4 separate regions of the Mus musculus genome follow, and regions 2, 3 and 4 are each linked to region 1. A link is a contact called in public Hi-C and promoter capture Hi-C data. All regions are on one chromosome and are shown on one strand. The core of a region is the stretch at or near the end of the contact, and the rest is flanking DNA. Distances in the headings are between cores, read along the strand shown. Region 1 holds the start of Top2b (topoisomerase (DNA) II beta). Region 2 holds the start of Rarb (retinoic acid receptor, beta). Region 3 has its middle 70 kb from the start of Oxsm. Region 4 has its middle 41 kb from the start of Oxsm.

Region 1 (3,322 bases), core at 288-2,787:
CCACGCTCGCCTTCTATACTGTCTAGAAGTACGTATGTCTGGAGATTTGAAGATAAGTACCTGGCAAGTTACACTGTAAAGTATCTTCTCGAGGCCCTGCAAATGCTGAAACTGTTTTTCTGCTCTTCATAGAAACATCCTTTTTATAAACAACACTTGTCGATAGAAACGACTGCTACCCCAGCCTCATCGAAACCTCAACCAAACAAAGAAAACAAGGAACAAAAATGCCAACCAATACCAAAGTTCCTTAGTGTGTTCAAAAGGCGGGGAACTAGGATCCTCTGGAAGGGATGTGTTAAAGTCCCTGAAATGTGTAAATTTTCTGTCCAAGCTGCTGGCCTCATCTACTAAGTCCGGTGTTTTGTTTGGGAAATGACCCTGGTCTGAACTCAGTGCTGAGTAAGTGAAATGCTGGAGTTATCGATCTGTCCTGGGAGCCGCGTTCCAACTGCTCCCGCTGCACTTGCTAAGTCCACCTCCCTCCAGGAACTGAGCTCTGCAATCCTCCAAGTTCAGGCTTAAGCACCCCCTCACCTCCGAGGGACACCCCTGGGCCCCCACACGGTGTACACGGGAGGCTGACGTAAGTAAACTCTTCTTTTAATCCCGCGGGCGGTCTCTAGCCTGCTGTCAAAGTCGTCCCAAATACCCTCTCTGCGGAATGAGCCTTTTCTGGGGAGGCGCAACCCGCAGTGACCATTCAAGTGCACATTCCTCTGGGACAGGCCGCCGGAAGCCGTAGCATACCGGGCACTATTTTCTGGTGCTGCACTTATGGAGGGTTGGCCCGGAGGCTCGCATTATCGCGGTCCCCCCACTCTCGGTGTGCACCCTGAAGTTTCCGGTGAGCATTGTTCAGCAGCCTGAGCCTTGGTGGAGGCGAAAGCAGAGAGAAAGGGCACACGGGGCTAGGCCCCGACTGCAGCCTGACAGGGCGCCCGCCGCACCACGCTCTCACCCCGCCCGCGTCGCCCGCGGCCCACGAACAATGCGCCCGCCCGCGCCGCACTCACCACCCAGGTCAGCGCCCCGTCAGAGCCCGCGAGGCTGGACTTGGCCATGGCAGCGCCTCCCGTGCAGGCCAGGGGCTGCTCGCGCTCCGGGGACGCCGGGCCCGCCGCTCGCACTGACCGCTGCGCGCAGCACTCCTAGCCGCGCCCCATCGCGGGCCCGAGCCGCTGAGGAGGCCGCGCTGCCCGCCGCCCTCAAACTCGAGCGCGGCGCCCGGGCCTACAGAGTGGTCGAGGACTAGGAAGGGCTGGCGATGCGGCGCGGCCTTCCGGGACCCACGCGGGCGATTGGGATCGCGGATGAGGGACGAGGTTGAAGCGGGCCGGCTAGGACTCGCGAGCCAGAGCCCTGACAGGAATGAGCCGCTGCTTCTCCTCAAGCCACCGAAGCCGCAGAGTCCTCGCCGCGGTCGCCGCAGCCTCAAAGGCCGCCACTGCCTCAAAACCGCCCAAGCGGCGTCTGAACCGGTCCTCCGGAGCACAGTCCAAGAGGGACAATAAACAGAGCCGCCGTGGTGGCCTCCCTTTAGTCCGGCATAACACGGCACACACAGGCGCGCTCCGGGAGGGGGAGGGTGCGGTGGTCACCGGCTGTCAGTCAACCATGGATCGTCCAATCACAGCCTTGTCACTACAGTACTTCGACCAATCCCAAAATTTCAGGCCCCTAGGGGGGCGGGACCCGAGGGGAAAACGTCATTGCGGGTAGCAACTGAGAGGCAGACTTGGGTTTTTTGTTTGTGTCTGAGAGAGAGTGTAAGGGAGAGCGAGGCGAGTGAATGGGGTTTCCGTCAGAAGGGAGAGCAGGCGGCTGTCAAGAGTCATTCCGGGGCATCCAAAGGAGCCGGGAGTCCTGGGACAAGGGCTGTGGAAACCTCCGGACTGTGTCCTGCAGACTTGCCGCGAGGCCGCGGGGGGAGCGGGAGCGGGGGGGGGGGGGGGGAGGGTTGGGGGCAGGGAGGCAGGAAGCCCTAGCCGCCCCCAGGGACTGGGCCCCGGAGGGAGCTAGCGAACTGCAGACGGGACCGTGCGCCGCCTAGAGCAGCCGGACCCCGCGCTCAGGCCCCAGGTTGCTGCTGCATCCGCCCGACCCCCGACCGACCGTCTCTCTGCCTTGCCCCTAAACAGGGCAAGCGGTCTTCAGTGCCACCAGTTAGGGAACTTGGGGTGCTAAGAGTGCCCAGAGAACGTTCCCGGGAAGGAATGCGAACGGGTCAGGACTCCCTTTTCTGGCTACAGACCTTTCCTCCCAACAATGCAGACAGGTCCCTGTCACTTCTCAGCTTTCAGGTACACATCATGAAATAGACTTTTTTCGTGTGGAAGCTTTCTAAGAATAAAATTTGCAACGCCAAAGCTTTTGGCAGATGGAAGAGCTCTTGACTTCACCCAGCCTGTAAATGGAATTGCATTCAACAAGTTCTCTTTGGGCATACTCCCAGCCATGCTCTGTCAGGCGTGGCAATGGGTTTAAAGGGACAACAGCCTCCTCCGACGTCAATCTTCCAAGAGTGACTAACAGGAGGACACCACACCGAAGAACTTTACCCAGCTAGAGCTAACAACTTTCTGTGAAAGTATTTCCTTGAGTCTCTCCGGCAGCTGAGTGCTTCCCTTAAGGGAAACTTTGGGGTCACACCTCTCAATCGCTGCTGCATTCTGAATCCAAGTGGGGAGCTCTGAAACACGGAAATCATTTCAATGTAGTTCTTAATTAGCTCTCTGGAGACCGTGGAATTTCAGTTTATTTGGGGATTCTGACTAAGAACACCAAAACCTTTCTTTACTTTGAATCTAGTGTTAAAGCTTATAAAGCGCTAGGCAGGATCTAAGCTGGGCTGCGCCCCTGACTCTAAAGCACCACAGTCATGTTACCAGCTTTCCCAAGTCCATCATCGGGCCTTCTTACCTGGGGACTTATACTCATTTATGTATTGTGACTTTACATCCCTAAGTACCCAAATACTTCATGTTAGAAAACAGATGATTTTAAAGGTTGGGAATTTTACAGATAAATGTATGTATGCTTATATAAAAGCCAAGCTGTCCCTTTCTCTGATTTTGAGAGGTCTTGCTGTAGCTTAGGCTGACCTTGAACCCTTGATCCTTTATCTCAGGCTCCCAATCGCTGGGATTCCACGAATAACCACCATATTCAGCTCTTGTCTTCTTTTTAAAACATCATTTTAAAAACTCTTAAGCTTCAAATTTTGAACCCAAAATCCAAATAGTTAATTAGTAAAATTCATCTCCCTCTGATGCACTGTTTAAAAGTCATTGGCTTTATAAGTGTAAATAAACTTTTCTAA
Region 2 (3,322 bases), core at 223-2,722, 210 kb before region 1:
TTTTTTTAAAACAGGTATAATTGGACAGGGGTGGTCTGAGCCAAGTCTAGCTTTCAGAATTATAAAACCCTCATACTTGCCCAGTATGAGGAGTATTTTCAAACTCCACGTTATGTGTGGGGACCTGTGCCTGACGAAGTGGCCACCAACACTCTGTGCATAGACTGAGGATTGGCGTGGGTTCAGACAGGGCACAAGTCTACTAACTGCTGAACACTGTAGCCTCAGGAAGGTCTGGGTATCCTTGGCAAAAGTCCCACAGCTAGAAACAGGAGGCTGAGACACTGCTAATATTCCTTTTGTGTGTTTATTGAGAAGTGACAGGTAGTTATTTACGTTCTATGGATGGTATACAGATGAGAAAACTGGGTCCTAGAGAAAATCAGTATTTTCCTAGACACACAGATGGCCAGTGACAGAGTTACTGTTTTCACCAACCAGCAAACCAGAATCTAAAATTCTTTCTCTGTCTCTCTCTCTCTGTCTCTATATCTCTCTCTGTCTCTCTCTGTCTCTATATCTCTCTCTGTCTCTCTCTGTCTCTATATCTCTCTCTGTCTCTCTCTGTCTCTATATCTCTCTCTGTCTGTCTGTCTCTCTCTCTCTCTCTCTCTCTCTCTCTCACACACACACACACACACACACACACACACACACCTCAGTCTCTGTGTTTTGCCTTTCACTTTCTGTGTTTGTGAGAGTGCGATTGGCAATGGGGGGTGGGGGGTGGGGGGTGGGGGGAGGGAGGTGGTGGATAGAAAGAAGAGAAAGGTGAGATTAGGAACAGAGTTTGGTGCAACTAATCTGTGACTGCTCCAGGTGTTTCTGCCTGCAGGGTTTTTAAAGTCTAAGTAGATCCCAGAAGGGACTTTTCTCTCCCCTCCGGAGCTAGGACAATCCCTTCAGCGAGCTCAGCTAAAGCCTGAAAGAGTGAGAAAAAGGGAGGAAATAATAATAATAATAATAATAATAATAATATGAAGAAGGAATAAAAAGACGGCAGGCTTAATGGAAAGTTTCCCGGCCCCAGAGGCTTCCCTCTGCGAGCGGTGGCGGGGCTCCTGATGGGCAGTTCGGGGCTTGCGGAGTGCTTTTACGGGAGTGGAAAGATACCTAAGTTGCAAGGGCTTGGCCAGGAACAGGAGAGCAGAGAGGAATTTCAGAGGCGAGCTGAGGGCGAGGGTCTCCCTGCCAGGGCCGGCCGATGAAAAGGCGCAAACCGCAGCCGCACTCCCGCTCCTCCCTGCGCTCCTGGCATTGTTTGCACGCTGAGCCGTGGGGAGCACCGCGCGGCTGGCCGCGGACTCGCTGGCTGAAGGCTCTTGCAGGGCTGCTGGGAGTTTTTAAGCGCTGTGAGAATCCTGGGAGTTGGTGATGTCAGACTGGTTGGGTCATTTGAAGGTTAGCAGCCCGGGAAGGGTTCACCGAAAGTTCACTCGCATATATTAGGCAATTCAATCTTTCATTCCGTGTGACAGAAGTGGTAGGAAGTGAGCTGCTCCGAGGCAGGAGGGTCTATTCTTTGCCAAAGGGGGGGACCAGAGTTCCCGTGCGCCGCGGCCACAAGACTGGGATGCAGAGGACGCGAGCCACCCGGGCAGGGAGCGTCTGGGCACCGGCGGGGTAGGACCCGCGCGCTCCCGGAGGCCTGCGCGGGCGTCGCCTGGAAGGGAGAACTTGGGATCGGTGCGGGAACCCCCGCCCTGGCTGGATCGGCCGAGCGAGCCTGGAAAATGGTAAATGATCATTTGGATCAATTACAGGCTTTTAGCTGGCTTGTCTGTCATAATTCATGATTCGGGGCTGGGAAAAAGACCAACAGCCTACGTGCCAAAAAAGGGGCAGAGTTTGATGGAGTTCGTGGACTTTTCTGTGCGGCTCGCCTCCACACCTAGAGGATAAGCACTTTTGCAGAGCGCGGTGCGGAGAGATCATGTTTGACTGTATGGATGTTCTGTCAGTGAGTCCCGGGCAGATCCTGGATTTCTACACCGCGAGCCCTTCCTCCTGCATGCTGCAGGAAAAGGCTCTCAAAGCCTGCCTCAGTGGATTCACCCAGGCCGAATGGCAGCACCGGCATACTGCTCAATGTAGGTTTATTATTTTTTTTCCTTTCTTTTACCAAGGAAAAATAAATGTCTCTCTTGCATGCAATAAAGACACTGGAATAAAGTGCAGTGGTGGCAAGACAAAGGGTTTAATGATTTAATGCTGAAGGGGTGTGATAGGCTGCCATGCATATGGATTCCCTCTGCTGAAATTCCCTTGGAGAGGTTTCTTGAAACGCTCCTGCGCCCCTGTTCTCCCTTACCACCCTATTCTTTCTTGAAGATAGGTGTTTTTTGTTTGTTTGTTTGTTTGTTTTTAAATAAGTACGAAAGGAAGGGGAAAAATAGAAGGTGACCACGGACTTTGAACATTCTTCAAGTAGTGCAATCTGATATTCCATGCAATTTGTGTAACGGGTAGAGAGGGGACTTAACTTTGCTGGGATTAGCCACGAGCTCAGTAACACTTCCCCCTTATGTATTTCAACAGTGCAAAGTAATTAAAATATGACATGGTCTCTTCAAGGAATGCAACCGTGTAAAGGCGGTTAATCAGAGTTCATAATGTACCGGGCAGGATGGTGCAAGATGCTGCCTCCCTCGTTCCCTTCACCGAGAAAAGGCAATATGTCTTAGCTGTGACCCCACTGCCATCTCTCCGAGTTACTTTGTTGGTCTAAGAAGTTTCTGTTTTGCTAGGTTACTCCTGGTCACCAACACCCCTCGGGCTGGCCATTCATTATTTCCATACCTTACAATTCAGTCAGGAGCCTGGACTTCAGTTAAAGGAAAAGAAATCTAAATGGGGTAGCCTCGTTTTCAAAAACAATATTGACTGTTTGGTTATCTGATGCTGACATGGTGCTTCAGCTTCATCAGTCAACAGTAGCTCAGCTGCAGGCCTGAGAAATGACCAGGAGTCCTGGGAAATCTTACATAGAGCTGATGGTAGTGGGAGCCTGCAGGATGCTTCGCCACCCTGACAGTGATTTAGATAAATGGCTCATCTATCTATCAAAATGTTTTTAGTACTTGATTTGACAATTCATTGGAGCATTAGCCTGAAAATGACATTTTAAATCCTTGTTTACAAAGCGGTCAAAGTTTAACTGGGAGAAATTGAGTTTTCCTAACAACAAGGTGACTTGTCTAAAGAGAGAGGCAAAAGGCAAAATAGAGGAGGGGCAGGGGCAGCATGTCAGCTGACTCTCTGAAACTTTTTCTTAGGAAAAAGGACAGTAAGAAAAAAAAAAAAAGACTTACTTCTTGGGCCA
Region 3 (3,322 bases), core at 534-3,033, 190 kb after region 1:
TTGGAGAATATGGGATTTAGAAAGATACGTTTTAACTATGTGGGGTTGCTTTTGAATGCATCTAGGAGGACTTATACTATTCTGCAGATGTAATGGTTTTGTGCAAAAACAAGTATTTTTTTGTGCTATGCTAATCCCATTATCTAATGAACTCAAGTTAAGAAAAGCATTCACATACATCTATGACAGGGAGCCCAGAATTGGGAAGCTTTTTAGTATACTTCATGTTGGGACTTCTGGTTAGAGATATTTAAATGACAATGGCCAATTTGGTTGGCTGGGAAACCTGTGGTATGGGGACATCTATGGCTTGGCCTTCAGGCTTCTGTGTATGTGAGCTTGTAGAGAAATGGAAGCTGAGATCTGAAGAACCAGTGTCAGCTCCACAGTTATCCTGAGGAAATGCCTACCTTGAGGAAACATCTGTGGCCTGAACATCTAAGGTCCCAGGAATGAAGCCCTCTGGTGTCTTGGGTTTGTCTGTCTCAGTCCTAGAAAAATCTTTGTTCCTCAGAGACTCCAGAAAGCAGAAAACTTGGGTCATATGGCAAGTACCATTCTGGTCCTAAAAGGTTTATCTGGTTTGAATCAATGCCTTAGTCAGACTGAGGATATAGGATCAGGCTCCAACTAGGAGAGTCTACTTGTAGGGGCCTCACTGGAAGCAAAATGTAGAATATATCATTTTGGTTAACCACTTGTGTCTGTATTCAGACCATTTTCCCCTCCTTCAAGTTCCTGTGGCAGAGGAGAATTTGGGAAATGCCCTTTTAAGAATACTTCCCTGCCTAGGTCCTAGTAGAGAGTTTTCAGTAGGAACACTTGGTTAGAAAGAGGTAGAGTTTCCAAAGATGCTTTTAGAGAGTCCTAGAGGATCAGCCACATCCTGATTGAGGCAAGTTCTCTGTGAAAGTGCTGGTAGCCAAATTTCCTCTGGTTTTGCTACATGTGTGAATGTCTCTAGATCCCTGTGTAAAGCACTCCTACCTGTAACACAGACCACTTCCACATTTTCCAGATTAATTATGACTACAGCAAGCAATTACAGTTATTAAATTTTCTTGGCAGGGCTTTAACAGGGCAGAAGGGCAAATTAAATAGCAGATTTGGAAGCTAGGGTTGAGGCTTGGGCATAGGGCAGAGGCTGGACAAGCCAGGCCTGGTTTGTGGGTATGGAAGTTTTTGATGTCTATCAGGAACCACATGTGATATAATTGACCACAGCCTTGCTACTTGCTACTGAGTGGTAGCCTGGAAAGGACCAAAGGAGGCACATCAGAAGGTCAGAGGTAGAATGAGGTATATCTGAAACAAGGCTAGGCTGAGGAAAAATGGAAGGCCTAGCATTCAGGGATTCATTTGAAGTCCTGGAAAAGATCCCATGAGGGTCAAGACTAGGGTAAAATAGCCAGACTCATCATAAAGGGACTAAACAGATGAGCCTTGGTGGTTGGGAAAGTCAAGGTAGAAAATACTCACTGATGTTGCATGCCTGTGAGTCTGTGGATCCTGGATCAAGCATTGACCTTTAGGGGGCAAGTAGAGAACATTGGAAATCACAGTGGCTTAAGGCAATAAGACAATGTTTAGTACTCTTACATAACAGCAATAGGGCTTCCCTAAGCAAGTCAAGACTGATTTAGGACGAGGCAAGGAAAGATGCTGTTAGAAATAAGTTTGAAGTTGCAAAGAAAGAGATTACAATCAGGTTAAAGTGTCTCAACAAAGAAGTTTATTTCCTGTCAGAAGGGTGTGTTATTCACAATGATGGTTGAGCAAGCACACCTGCCCAGGAAGTGAACTCGGTTTGTGGGTGAGCAAGCACACCTGCACAGGAAGTGCAATTAGTTTGTGTTTAACTAGCCGCTGACTGTGTCTTTTCCCCATTGGCTGAGATTTGACCTCATGGTCTTTTGAGGGTAGATAATTTCAAAACAATTGGAGCAAACAATGAAGATGAGCAGAGCAGTGAACCATTAAGATATGATGATGCCAAGCAGGGCATTTGTGTAAAATCAGGCTTACCCTGGAAAGGATGAAAACATTTGCATAAAGGTTTTACCAGATGGGGAAAGTAAAGAGATTGGAATTCCTTGTTGTAAACAAAAGTTTTGTAGTGTTTGTCAGGACAGTCTAATATTAAATGTTTCTTACAATATGAAGATTGAAGAGTTACTGACTGTGTCCTGGCTGGTACATCTTGGATTTAGGGCTAAGACAGACACAGCCTCAAATATGGGATCCTTATGTGGCCCCACAGACACTGTCACATATGTGAAATCACAAAGGGGTTCCTTAATGGAGGTATATAAAATGAGACCTCGAGACTATGTAATGGCATTTGTCACTTTTTGTAGATGGCTTCATACACTTAGTGAGGTTCCAAGAAATCAGTTTTCCATTCTGTGCCTCAGTGTACCCCATTTGATGCTTGAATTCACATTCATCACACACATTTTAAAAAACAGAATATAATCTATCAATTTATTATAAAATATTTGCTTTCATTTAAAAGCGACAGTTGTACTGAAGTTCTGACATTTTTTATTGCTATTTTAGATTTTCTATTTTCTTTCAATCAATTGAATTTTAGCAAGATAGCTTTCTTTTTATGTGTTTTTGTGTGGGCTAGTTTTTTCCCCTTTGGTTATGTTTTTATTCAAATAGACTGTCTCTATTGGCTCTCTGGAATGAAACAAATTTTAATCGTTTATGCAGCCGGCTTTTTTCCTTCTGTGGTAGGTTTCTTTTCTGCTGGTTTTCTTGGTAGCCACAACCCTTTTCCCCTGCAGGCTTCTTATCTTCTTGACATCCTTGGGCTTCCTTTCTTCCTTGCCTACAGCCGACTTCTTGTCTGCAGTCTCCTGTGCTGCAACCTTCTTCAAGTTGGCTGCCTGTGCAGTGGCTGCTGTTTCCAGTTTTTCACCTGAAGTTTGTGATTCTGGCCTTAGGAAGAATGGTATTCCTGTGCATAGTCTTTGTGGTTCTTCAGTGGATTCTTCTTCAAGACTCTACACTGAATCTTCTTGTGTGGTGCTCAGGGGGCTCTTTGAATCTCTGGGATTTTCAAGATTCTGCTAAGATCTGAGTTCATCGTCTTGTGCATGGGAAGGTTACAGTTACTCTTGAGGAAAGCAGCCTTATGCCAAATGCCATACTACTCATCTAACTTCCAGAAAGCACTTTGAGTCCAAATTCTGAGACATCCCACATGCCCACCAGGAGTAGATTTTAAAATGTTTTTGCTTACATTAAGTAGAGTAATACCAAGGATGTTTCTGAAGGCCTTGATGAAACCATTATCTTCATTGTATAGGACACA
Region 4 (3,322 bases), core at 578-3,077, 160 kb after region 1:
GGTATGTGAACGTACTTATAAGTCATCTGGGATGACTGCCAGTTTACTTGTACTCATACCAGACTCTTCAGCCCTTCCAAACACTGTGTGCATGAGTTTCTGACTTTGATAAAATTATTCTCCCTGACTTTAGGGTCATGGGGCTGAATCTTGTTTTCAGTAGCTACTAAAACTCTTCCTTACCAGTTCCTAGTTTTTCTGTTGTCTCTGACCACATTATTCTGGCCCTACAGCCATGGATCCATATTAACATTTACATAAAACAATAGAAGTTTGGTTCGCTTTAGACTTTAAGATAATCTTCGATCTTAAAATGAGACAATTAGTGTCTATAAATTAAACACGACTGAATTATTTGACACAATTTTTCTTTAAATTTACAACTAATTCCCAACCTTGTAGAGTGATTGGCACTAATGTTTTCTATCCATATCTCCCCTTGAGAGAACAAAATAGATTCTAAGAACAAATAGATTCAGAAGTATTTGAAGACATGAACCCATCTACCCCTTAATTCCCAGGAGTTGCTCTGCAGTTTGAAGCAAGTGCAAGTCCGTTGTCCCTGCGTGCACGAGGTCTAAGCTGTATAGAGTTTGTAACATAGCAGCTGTTTAAGGAGAATCTTGTATCACACAGTACTAGAAGGACTTAAAGTGCAGATGGAAAGGAGGAACCTAGGTGCAAATCCCCTAGTGCACTGAGTGCACTGAGAGGAAACCATAGCTAGAGGGAACGCCAGAATCCCCCAGGGGTAAACATAGCTGCTTAGAGACTCAAAAGAACCCTGGTGGTACCAGACATTTCAATCAGCACAAACCTAATGTACAGATCTACTGGGAAGGTTCAGTGGCCAGCAAGAGCTCACCAGTGAACTGGTGGACATATGTGACTGTGTTAGTGTACATGTGTGTATATATCTGTATATGTACATGTGTGCATGTATGCACATGTGCACATATATAGAGAGATATATGTATGTGTACATGTGGATATATTTATGTCTGTATGCATTACATCATTTGGCTAAGAGTTCCAGGACAGCCAGGGCTATACAGAGAAACCCTGTCTCAAAAACCAAAACCAACCAACCAACCAACCAACCAAACAAACAAACAAACGTAGAAGACTAGTGTATAGTCAGGCAGGGACCATGCCTTTGATCTAGCATTTTCGAGGTAGAGGCAGGCAGTAATCTATACAGAAAGTTCTTGACCACCTGCAGTTACACAGGGAAACAGTCTCTTAAAAGAAATTAAAAAAGGAAAGGAGGGAAATCAAAGAAGAAAGGAAGGAAGGAAAAGAAAAAAAGAGAAATCAAGCAAGCAAGCAAACAGGAAAATAAATGTGTACAAAATCGAAGGTTATTTAAGGTATTTACTGTTAGTTGATTTTATGTTGATTTAAGAAAACATCTGAGACTCTAATTTTAAAGAAATATAGGTTTGTTTTAGGTGTGGTCCGGGAGGTTGGGTCTTTTATGACCAGGGACCACATCCCACATCCCACGTAGCCAGGAACATATGCTGCTTTGTGATAATGGAAAACCAAGAGGGTGAGTGTGTGCCTGGAGAGATGGTGAGAACAAGAGGAGATACCAAGCATCCAGCAGCAACTTCCCCTTCTAGCAGAATGCATAAGTTTACTCGTGAAGGCTCCCTCTGATGACCCATATAACCTTCCTCTGGCTCAGCTCCTAACACTCTTGAACTGATAATCAAGTGTCAACATGAGGCTGACCGTGGGATTCAGTAGTGATGCATATGCTTGGCATGTGCAAGGTCCTGAGTTCAATTGCTGATGCCCCCAGTAACTTTTCAAAATGAGTTCCAGAGGGGACAAGTCCTATTCACATTAGAGCAGGTGAATAATAACTATTTAAGAGAGACATAAAATCAGATATGCTAAGTATAAAATGATTAGTACATTCAAATTGGCTAGGCTAATTAAATAATTGAGTCTGACTACCTATAATTTTCTCAATTGCGTATTTATTCTTTTTATATCAATTGTGGCAGTGCAGCTATCAAAGATATTCATTTAGTCCCCGTGTCACAGTGTACTTTCTATACAACCCAGGCAGCTGCCACAGTTTACTGTAAAGAAAGATCTGGTCAGTGTGATTGCTCTGAGCCTGACAGCTTCTTCTGCCATAAGACGTGATTTGAATAGAAAGCCTTTGCTCAGAAACAATGAAGTTTAGCCTCATCAGTTAATCAAGAAGTGTGAGGCTGGGAGATGTGATTTCATCACGTGGAGAATGCCTGGTGCCCAATGGCACCTGCTTGCCAAATGTGGTCTTCCAGTAAAATTGTTCAATATGCCACCAGCTGGGATCTATGCAAACACTCCTGGATGTGTGCCAGGAGAGAGTGGGGGAGGGAGGGTCCAGCTGCCAGGGCTGCCCAACACAGGATTGAAAGGATCAAAACTGGAAGTGCTGCTTCCAGATAGCAGACCTCCGGGTTCAGCCAATTATGTAAATGCTGGGCAGCCAATTATGTAAATGAACGTGAAGCAGGGTTTATACTGTGCACTTTCAGACGAAGTCCCGGCTCTTATAAAGCCCACCCTGTGTCTAGACTACTTCAACTTTTAAGCTTCCTTTCCAGTTTTTGTTTTATTTTTCCCAACTTTTGGAGAAAAGCACTGTAAATACAGAAAGCAAGACCTTTCTCTGATGAATAACTCTCACAAAGACGCAAAGCCAGCAGAAACAACAGGATTTTAATCACTCGCTGTGCTATGCTTTAAAGCTCAGCAGGTATGAATTCTCCAGAGCTGGTTCAATAGATTTTTTTTAAACAAAGAAATGCCATGCATAATATTTTCTCTTTTGATTCCACAAAGCCAAACCAAACCACAGGATATTATGGATATGAACATTACATGGGGTTGCAAGAAGATCCCTCGGGTATTTGTGTTCACAAACTATCCTGAAGCCTTTTATGGCAGATGAGGAAAATAGATTGTAGAGAAGGGCATTTACTAAAAATAAAAACAGTTCTGAGCTCAGTCCTCAGGAATGGTTGGTGACAGAAAGTAGGTGGCTCTAGGGGACTAGACTTCCTGTGCAGATCCAGAGAGATCTGAAGTTCTGAGGAGAGACCCTCTACCCTAGATGCTGCAGCTACCCTACCCGGCAACTGTCAGGAGGAATCAGTGGGGGTCAAACGTACCAGCCCATGCTTTTGTCTCAGAAAGAGCTGCTGGTTGAAAACCTCAATTAGGGTTGGATGGAAAGACAGCTTAGCGGTTAAGACTGTCTGCCCCTTCAGCAGAGGACCTGAGTTCTATTCCCAGCATACACCCAAACTAATTTTGT

What was found. Promoter capture Hi-C pulls out the DNA fragments that hold promoters and counts their contacts. Hi-C and Micro-C count contacts between places; a contact is called where the count stands out from the background.
Region 2: a promoter capture Hi-C map of liver shows a contact between it and region 1, with 3 times the contacts expected there. The contact joins the promoter of Rarb here to the promoter of Top2b in region 1. A contact is called at or near these places in 2 of 39 promoter capture datasets (both in liver) and 1 of 484 Hi-C or Micro-C datasets (liver).
Region 3: a Hi-C map of CD8 T cells shows a contact between it and region 1, with 2.9 times the contacts expected there. The contact joins the enhancer-like site here to the promoter of Top2b in region 1. A contact is called at or near these places in 3 of 39 promoter capture datasets (the C10 cell line and pre-B cells), 9 of 484 Hi-C or Micro-C datasets (CD8 T cells, DN3 thymocytes, Th2 cells and 4 more), 8 of 115 datasets of contacts at active chromatin or transcription factors (the 230-238 cell line, CD8 T cells, DN3 thymocytes and 4 more) and 2 of 9 other capture datasets (adipose tissue and liver).
Region 4: a promoter capture Hi-C map of neural stem cells shows a contact between it and region 1. The contact joins the enhancer-like site here to the promoter of Top2b in region 1. A contact is called at or near these places in 5 of 39 promoter capture datasets (the C10 cell line, embryonic stem cells, neural stem cells and 1 more), 2 of 15 datasets of contacts at CTCF or cohesin (the NIH/3T3 cell line and large pre-B cells), 25 of 484 Hi-C or Micro-C datasets (B cells, the C10 cell line, CD4 T cells and 15 more), 18 of 115 datasets of contacts at active chromatin or transcription factors (the 230-238 cell line, the SCID.adh cell line, T-cell acute lymphoblastic leukemia and 14 more) and 3 of 9 other capture datasets (adipose tissue, liver and pancreatic islet).

Annotation. Positions count from the first base shown.
Region 1 is chr14:16,363,421-16,366,742 of GRCm38.p6, reverse strand. Top2b (topoisomerase (DNA) II beta) reads right to left here and starts at 1,537. Exons shown (of 36, transcript NM_009409.2): 1 at 1,017-1,537. The coding sequence starts at 1,064.
Region 2 is chr14:16,573,626-16,576,947 of GRCm38.p6, reverse strand. It overlaps Rarb (retinoic acid receptor, beta), which reads left to right and starts at 1,472. Exons shown (of 8, transcript NM_011243.2): 1 at 1,472-2,090. The coding sequence starts at 1,934.
Region 3 is chr14:16,172,007-16,175,328 of GRCm38.p6, reverse strand. It overlaps the pseudogene Gm8517. Among named protein-coding and RNA genes, the nearest start is that of Oxsm, 70 kb to the left of the region's middle. Within about 2 kb of position 1,783, at least 65 of the 459 cell types and tissues checked have an H3K27ac peak or open chromatin away from gene starts, as enhancers often do. A contact at or near this core is called in the 230-238 cell line, CD8 T cells, DN3 thymocytes and 8 more, where this site is marked.
Region 4 is chr14:16,200,221-16,203,542 of GRCm38.p6, reverse strand. No RefSeq gene overlaps it. Among named protein-coding and RNA genes, the nearest start is that of Oxsm, 41 kb to the left of the region's middle. Within about 2 kb of position 1,827, at least 44 of the 459 cell types and tissues checked have an H3K27ac peak or open chromatin away from gene starts, as enhancers often do. A contact at or near this core is called in cerebellar granule neurons, cerebellum, cerebral cortex and 9 more, where this site is marked.